Linked DNA regions of Mus musculus: region 1 is linked to region 2. The links are chromatin contacts, called in public HiChIP or PLAC-seq maps. All regions are on one chromosome and are shown on one strand. Each heading gives the region's core, a stretch centred on a gene start, on an enhancer-like site or on the middle of the called end of the contact. The rest is flanking DNA. Distances are from core to core; before and after follow the strand shown.

What was found. HiChIP or PLAC-seq counts read pairs in DNA pulled down with a chosen protein or histone mark.
Region 1: an H3K27ac HiChIP or PLAC-seq map of microglia shows a contact between it and region 2, with 4 times the contacts expected there. The contact joins the promoter of Tlr13 here to the enhancer-like site in region 2. A contact is called at or near these places in 2 of 39 promoter capture datasets (cranial neural crest and second pharyngeal arch cranial neural crest), 1 of 484 Hi-C or Micro-C datasets (embryonic fibroblasts), 4 of 115 datasets of contacts at active chromatin or transcription factors (embryonic fibroblasts, embryonic stem cells, extraembryonic endoderm stem cells and 1 more) and 3 of 9 other capture datasets (adipose tissue, embryonic stem cells and liver).

Annotation. Positions count from the first base shown.
Region 1 is chrX:106,141,422-106,145,452 of GRCm38.p6, reverse strand. Tlr13 (toll-like receptor 13) reads right to left here and starts at 2,178. Exons shown (of 3, transcript NM_205820.1): 1 at 2,132-2,178.
Region 2 is chrX:106,073,557-106,077,831 of GRCm38.p6, reverse strand. The region is part of intron 2 of Atp7a (ATPase, Cu++ transporting, alpha polypeptide); the gene reads right to left. Among named protein-coding and RNA genes, the nearest start is that of Atp7a, 48 kb to the right of the region's middle. Within about 2 kb of position 1,846, at least 7 of the 459 cell types and tissues checked have an H3K27ac peak or open chromatin away from gene starts, as enhancers often do. A contact at or near this core is called in microglia, where this site is marked.

The DNA of each region.
Region 1 (4,031 bases), core at 929-3,428, 67 kb before region 2:
TACCCACCCACTTCTGCTTCTTGGCCCTGGCATTCCCCTGTACTGGGGCATATAAAGTTTGCAAGACCAATGGGCCTCTCTTCCCAGTGATGGCCCTTCTAGGACATTTTCTGCTACATATGCAGCTAGAGACACGAGCTCTAGGGGTACAGGTTAGTTCATATTGTTGTTCCACCTATAGGGTTGCAGACCCCTTCAGCTCCTTGGGTGCTCTCTCTAGCTTCTCCATTGGGGGCCCTGTGTTCCATCTTATAGATGACTGTGAACATCCACTTCTGTATTTGCCAGGCACTGGCATAGCCTCATATGAGACAGCTATAACAGGGTCTCTTCAGCAAAATCTTGCTGGCATATGCAATAATGTCTGGGTTTGGTGGCTAATTATGGGATGGATCCTCGGGTGGGGTAGTCTCTGGATAGTCCATCCTTTCATCTTAGCTTCAAACTTTGTCTCTGTAACTTCTTTCATGGGTATTTTGTTCTCTATTCTAAGGAGGAACGAAATATCCACCCATTGGTCTTCCCTCTTCTTGATTTTCTTGTGTTTTGCAAATTGTATCTTGGGTGTTCTATGTTTCTGAGCTAATATCCACTTATCAGTGAGTGCATATCTAATGACTTCTTTTGTGATTGGGTTACCCCACTAAGGATGATATCCTCCGGATACATCCATCTGTCCAAGAATTTCATAAATTCATTGTTTTTAATAGCTGTGTAAATGTACCACATTTTCTGTATCCATTCTTCTGTTGAGGGACATCTGGGTTCTTTCCAGCATCTGGCTATTATAAATAAGGCTGCTATGAACATAGTGGAGCATGTATTCTTATTACCAGTTGGAACTTCTGCCTGAAATTCTGCCCCATTCACATAACTGCTTGGTCTGGGCACCTCTGAAGTGTAGCAAAACCCTGTCAACGAGCACTAGAAAAATGGTGTCTGTAGCTCAGTTGGTAGAGTGCTTGCTTGCCTAGCGTGTGTGAAATCCTGGGTTCCATTCTCAGAACCAAATAATCCAGGCTTGGTGGCTCACACTTTTATTACCAGAACCTGGGAGGTAGAGGTGGGAGCTTCAGAAGTTGAAGATCACCCCGGACTACACATTGAGTTTGAGTACAGCCTGGCATCCTATGGGGGGTGAGTGGGGGGGAGAGGAGAGGAGAGGAGAGGAGAGGAGAGGAGAGGGGAGGGGAGGGGAGGGGAGGGGAGGGGAGGGGAGGGGAGGGGAGAGAGAGAGAGGGAGGGAGGGAGGGAGGGAGGGAGGGAGGGAGGGAGGGAGGGAGAGAGAGAGAGAGAGAGAGAGAGAGAGAGAGAGAGAGAACAAATCTGTAACCCTAGCATTCTGGAAGCTAAGGCAGGAAGCAAATTCTTGGCAAATCTGGGCTGTTGTGGCTAGACTCTGACTCAAAAATCAAAGAAGGCACTGTGGCCCATGCCTTTAATCTCAGTACTTTAAGGCACTGAAGGAAGAGGCAGGTGTATCTCAGTGAACTTGAGGCTGACCTGGTCTACATAGTCACTTCCTCGCTGCAGTCTATATAGTGAGACTCTGTCTTTAACAAATCAACAACAATAACCAAAAAAAAAAAAAAAAACAGACAAAGGAAAATTTACAATTTTAAAAAGCTTATAAAAATAATAAAAATAAATTTACATATACTACATTAGAAAGCTTATATGAAACATAAGAATACATTTTAAAGCACAGTAGTTCAAAGTGATCTTCAAAATCAAGCTAGTTTGAGGCCCACCTGGATTACATAGCACCCTGTCTCAATAATAACAATAATAATAAACAGCAACAACAACAACATTAAAAAGTATAAGTACCAGGGAACAGGGACTTTGCAATAATAAGAAAATAAATATCACTTCCCTTCGGTGCAATACTACTACTGTCTATGGTAGGAGTCATGAAGTGAGTTACATTGAATTAAAAAAAAAATCTTGAGCAGAAGTGGTGATGCTTGCTTGTAATCCCGGTACCCTTGAAGCCGAAGATCAGTGGTTCAAGAATAGAGCTGCAGGCAAGCTTGGGTTATATGAGATCTGTTTCAAACAAAAATTGGAATATTTCCATTGTTTGCTGTATACTGCTGAAATGCAATCAAGTCAAGAAAGCTCAACTTACCTCTCAGAAGCTCCTAGCACATAGTACAATTGTTCATCTTTGCTAAACAATGACATTCTGTTTTAGGTCTCTTAAAAAAACCCCGTGATGGTTGTTCTAAACTCTTAGGACATGAGACATTTCCTTCCTCTTCTCTTTTTTTTTTAGGCATGGCGAAAGAGGCGGGCAAGGAGGTGTACGTCAGATGTACCAAAGTCCTATTTGATGTGTATTGCAAAGTACAGTCTTGAAGGGAGCACTCACCTTCTGCCCACCATAGATCCCCTGAGTTACTTGCCGTGTAGGCTCATTTGGGGATGCTCAGCCAGATCATGTCTTGGTGTTGCAAACCATCCTGCCCCGTACCTGGCCCCATTCCTTAAGGTCCCAGTTGTGGTTAAACTGTGGGATCAGGATGGCTAACTCTGCTACCAGACCTTTGACTCTTCATCCACCACACATTTTGTTGCCTAATTGATTGGGTTCTATATTTACTTCATTTGGGGAAACACAATTTGATTACTTGCCTAAAACAGTGCTCCCCCCAAAAAAACCCTATGAGACTGTCTTAATTTGTTTTCTGTTGCTGTGATAAAACACTAACAGAAGGGACTAGGAGTGAGGCAGAAATATTCTTACAGGTAACAGTCTGTCATCAAGTCCCACCAAGGCAAGAAACTCAAAGGGAACCTAGAGGCAGGACCTGAAGCAGAGACTATGAAGGAACACTGTTTGCAGGGCTGCTCAGCCAGCTTTCTTACATAGCCCAGGCCCACTTGCCCAGAGATGCCAGCCCCCACAGTGGGTTTCAACAACTAACAATCAAGAAACTGCCATAGACATGGCAACCTAAAGGGAAGAAATTCCTCAACTGGGAGTCCCTCTTCCCAGGTATTTCTGGGTTTGTGTCAGGTTGACAAAACCCAACCAGTACAAAGACCAAATCCTCAAGTCACCACTCCATCAGGAGCTGATTTAAGAGAAGGAGAATCAGACTTCTCTAAAGATGACCCCCTTGATATTTTGTCTAATTTCAAGTGGTCAGCCCTAAGCACACTTACAAACAAGCAACACTAAGTAGACTTAAGCAGATGTTATGTGTGTAGTGGTTTGAATAAAAATGGCCCCCAAAAGCTCATGTATTTGAAAGCTTAGTCACCAGAGAGTGGCACTACTTGAGGATTAGGTGTGACCACTGGGGGTGGGCTTTGAAATTTCAGAAGCTCAAGCCAGGCCCACTGTGTCTTTTTCCCTGCTGCCTGCAGATCCAGACACAGAACTCCCAGCTCCTTCTCCTACATCATGTTTCCTGGCATGCTGAAACTCTAAGCCAGTCCTAATAAAGTGCTTTCGTTTATAAGAGTTGCTGCGGTCATGATGTCTCTTCATAGCAATAGAATATTGATTAGGATAATGTGCATATGTTTTAAAAAATGAAGTCATGCATTTGAGACTTATCATCGTGGCACATTCAGCACATAAGAGGTAGAGACCAGGAGAACTAAAACTTGAGGTCTTCCTTGGCTACATAAACAGTTTGAGAACAACCTAGGCTAGAAGGCTGGTGAGATGGCTCAGCAGGTAAAGGCACTTGTTACTTCATTTCCTGGTGGAAAGAGAAAAGTCACTCCTGCAAGGGCACCTTCCTCAGACACAAACAAATAAATAAATATAATTTTTTAATTTGGAAAAAAAAAACACTACTGACTTTAAAATGCTGTCATCGGATCACATCCTATTCTGCCTATGACCTATATTAAGAAGCTTCTAACTTGCTACTCCCACTGGTCCACTAAGGTCCAATCAATCTAGCATCACTGTTATCCGTCCGTCTGTATGCATAATCCAAGATGGTCCTCCTCTAGTGTACTCTGGTGGTTTGAATGGGAATAATCTCACATAAGCTCATGTGTTTGAATAT
Region 2 (4,275 bases), core at 597-3,096:
TCATAAATTCATTCTTTTCAATAGCTGAGTAGTACTCCATTGTACTGTAAATGTACTACATTTTCTATATCCATTTCTGTTGAGGGGCATCTGGGTTCTTTCCAGCTTCTGGCTATTATAAATAAGGCTGCTATGAACATAGTGGAGCATGTCTCCTTACTGGTTGAAACATCTTCTGGATATACGCCCAGGAGAGGTATTGAGGGATCCTCTGGTAGTACTATGTCATGACACTTTGCCCCTTCTTAGAATTGGGAACAAAACACCCATGGAAGGAGTTACAGAGACACAGTTTGGAGCTGTGACAAAAGGATGGACCATCTAGAGATGCCATATCCGAGGATCCATCCCATAATCAGCCTCCAAACGCTGACACCATTGCATACACTAGCAAGATTTTGCTGAAAGGACCCAGATATAGCTGTCTCTTGTGAGACTATGCAGGGGCCTAGCAAACACAGAAGTGGAAGCTCACAGTCAGCTATTGGATGGATCACAGGGCCTCCAGTGGAGGAGCTAGAGAAAGTAACCAAGGAGCTAAAGGGATCTGCAACCCTATAGGTGGAACAACAATATGAAATACCCAGTACCCCCCCCCCCAAGAGCTCCTGTCTCTAGCTGCATATGTATCAGAAGATGGCCTAGTTGGCCATCAGTGGAAAGAGAGGCCCATTGGTCGTGCAAACTTTATATGCCTCAGTATCGGGGAACGCCAGGGCCAAGAAGTGGGAGTGGGTGGGTGGGGGAGCGTGTGGGGGAATTTTGGGATAGCATTGGAAATGTAAATGAAATAAATACCTAATAAAAAACAAACAAACAAACAAAGAGTTGAAGGCCAGCCTGAGCCAAACAGCAAGCCTGTCACACACGTACATGCAAATAAACTACAAATTACAAACTTCTTTTAAATCTTTTTTTTTACTACATGTGTGTGAGAGTGAGTGAGAGAGCAAGGGAGTGAGTGAGAGAAAGAACACAAATTATAAACTTTCCAGAGATAAAGGTTTAGTCAGGTATGGTGGTACCTAGCACTAGAAATAAAGAAGCCAGTGGTTCTCTAAGACTTGGAGGCTAGACTATACTGAGAGTTCCAGAACATCCAAGGCTACATAGTGACAGTCTGGTAAACACAGAAAAAGATGTCACAAACTTCCATAAAACTAACATTTTAATTAATGATATCTGAAACATCTCTATAACTAAGTTTCTTTACCTATACTTTCAACTATAGTTATTTGGTCTTGATGATTTTATAAAATAATTCCATTTTTCCTGCAGACTGTCTGTTCTATAATGCTGGTGACAGAATGCTGTATCTATCCCTAAGCATCACTAGTCCTAGAATATTTGTTCAGCCATTGTTTGAAAGATCCTTTCCAGCATTACAATTAAACATTCAGTTTTCATAGCTGCTGGCAAGTTGGAGGAAAGTCCTGAGTTTCTTTCATACATAAGTTATAAGATTTCAGGGCGTTTCATAATCCCTTGTGCAGTGACTAATCTTATATACTCTCTAAGGTAATTCTATTCTTTATTTTTTTATAAAAATAGTTATATACAATGATATAAATTTATGTAAAATTATAGTTTTCTATCAGGCCTAGCATCTACATGCTAAGATCCTTGGGGAGGCAGCACAACAGATAGGGAGTCATTCCTATACCATAATTCCTAATGAAAGCCTCACTAAAAAGATCTAACCAAGGACCAACCACCCAAAGCCAAATAGCCTAGTAACCTTAGCTCAGTATATCTCCAACTCGACCAGCCCAGCCTCAGATCATCCAAACGTTCATATATACTCCAGCCATTCAACACAAAGGGAGCCTTTGTTAAGAGGGAGAGAGGAAGTGGAAAGGACAGTAGTCTATTAAAAGACTGTTAAAATTGCTTTTGCAAACTGTACAAACCATGACCGTGGGCGTCGTAGTAGCATATATTTGCAATCCCTGCCCTTAGGAGACTGAGGCAAGCTCAAACCCTGCCTTGGCTACACAAAGAGAACCTATATCATCACTTCTTAACCTTTGGCTAAGTTCCAACATAAAAACAAAATAAGTCAGGCAGAGTGAAGCAAGCATACAAACATACAGAAGGTCACGATTTCAAAGCCAGCTTGGGTTATAGTAAGGCCCAGTCTCAAAGCAAGCAAACAAAACACATATTCATACGAGCACATCTGAGACTATTTCCAGAGTCTTAAAGGGAAGTTAATGCAGACAGAAGCTCTGAACTAAAGTTTCATTAACTTCTCAATAAATCTCTGAGTCTAAAGGCTTAATAGTAAAATATTTTTTCAAAGGAAAGGGAAAAAGGTCACAATGTACCCTATTTAATAAGAAGCTTTTGACAGAGACTGAGGAGAGGCAAAGTTGGAAAAGGCTGATGTGTTTCTTTTCAGGTTCAGCAATCAAATTACAAATGTGCCCTGGAAAGTACAGCCATCAGGATCTATCACTAGGATTCATATAACTCCCAAAGTGCTTTCATATTACAGTCCCATTCTTCCGCCTTTACTCTTTAATCAAGATGCACTTACATTTGTCTGGCTTTAAACAGACCTTATTAGAAGTGGAAATAGCGATTTTACATCTGAGTGGGGCACAGGTAGCCTGCTTTGTGAAATAGCAATGTGCTTGAAAATATTAAAATAGAATCTAGCTGGGGATGGAGGGTTTTCTAGCATACACAAAGCCTAACTTTCAATCTGTAACACCACAAAAAGGCTGCCTCTAATATGGTGGCCTATATTCTCAGTACTTCAGAGTAAGAGAGGAAGATCAAAAGTTCAAGGACATTCTCAGCTACAGACTGAGTTTGAGACTGACCTGGTATATCTGACTCTGCCTGAAGAAACAGTACAGGGGTCGGAAGAGCTAGGTTAAGAGCACCGTCTGTTCTTTCAGAGGACCCAGATTCACTTCCCAGTACCAATTGGGTAGCTCCTAACTGCCCGTAACTCCAGTTCCAGCCAACCCAACATCCTTTCAGTCTCTTCCAGTGTGTGCTCACATGTGGAGCACACACACACATTCAAGCACACATACATAAAACAAATTAAATGCATAAGTATTTTTGTTAAGTGGAATCTAGACCTACAGTTATGTATAGATGTTTTAACAGAAACAAATATTCAATAGAGGTAACTAGACATGGGTTAAAGGTTTTGGAAAAATATGTAAGTTGTCAGTAGACAGCAAGTAACCAAGCTGAAGAAAAATTAGGTGGGCTAGCATCTGTGCTTAAATGGCTTGACTGCAATTAGCACAGATACAGGTGTAGATCTGGCTTCTGTTCTGGCCTCCTGGACCAAAGCTACCTTAACTCAAGTGGAGCTAAAACTGTTCATTTACGAATATACAAAGTAGAGGTGCCATACATATTACTCATTGAAATGAACTCATTTTAAAGCTTTAAGCCTGAAGGATGCACACTTGCTATCTTCCCTAACTGACAAACCGCGAAGCATTCATCTAATTTGATAAAGCTATAATTCATAAATATCATGTAAACATTTTTTTTCTTACAAATTTGGCTATTGGGGGAGATAAGTGTATTTAGGAAACCTGTAGCACAGGAAATAAATGGGATAATTACCCCCTCACTTCTCAGCCTTTCCAACCTGGTTCTCTTGCCAAAGAACATGAAAGTCAGCCATACTAATCCTTACTGGGTTGTTGATAAAACGTAAAGGAATCAGGCCAAAGTAGAAAATTAATAAGCTTTAAAAAAAATCTATATCTGAAGCATGTGAAGATGGCAAGTTCATGCCTAGGTATTGACATGGATGCCTCTGCGAAGAAAACTTCAGGCAACACAAATGTAAGACAGGAGGGAAGCTTAAGGACAGCTATCTGTTTAGCCTTGGCTGATCAGAGTCGGGGCAGCAGGACACAGTTTCCCACTAGGCAAATACTAAGCTGAACCCACAGTTTGTTCCATCTGCTCTAACCAACAGTAGCAAAGAGATGGAGAAAAGTACCTGCAGATCCCTATTCAAAAAAAGAGAAGCCAAACACACATGAATACTCTCACATGACTCTTGAGTTAAGGAAATTCAAACAGAATCATGATGTGCCACTTAGTCGATATTTTGTAATCAAAACAAAGTGAACAAATCAGTCTATTCAAGATGCCGAGAAGAATCATGAACAAGAATATTATATATAGACAATAATGTATAAATCCTGTATTTCTCTGAAAAACCAAAACCATCTGACATCTCTGGTGATTACGTAGTTAAGGATTTAGATGAAGCAGAGACCAGGTAAGTAT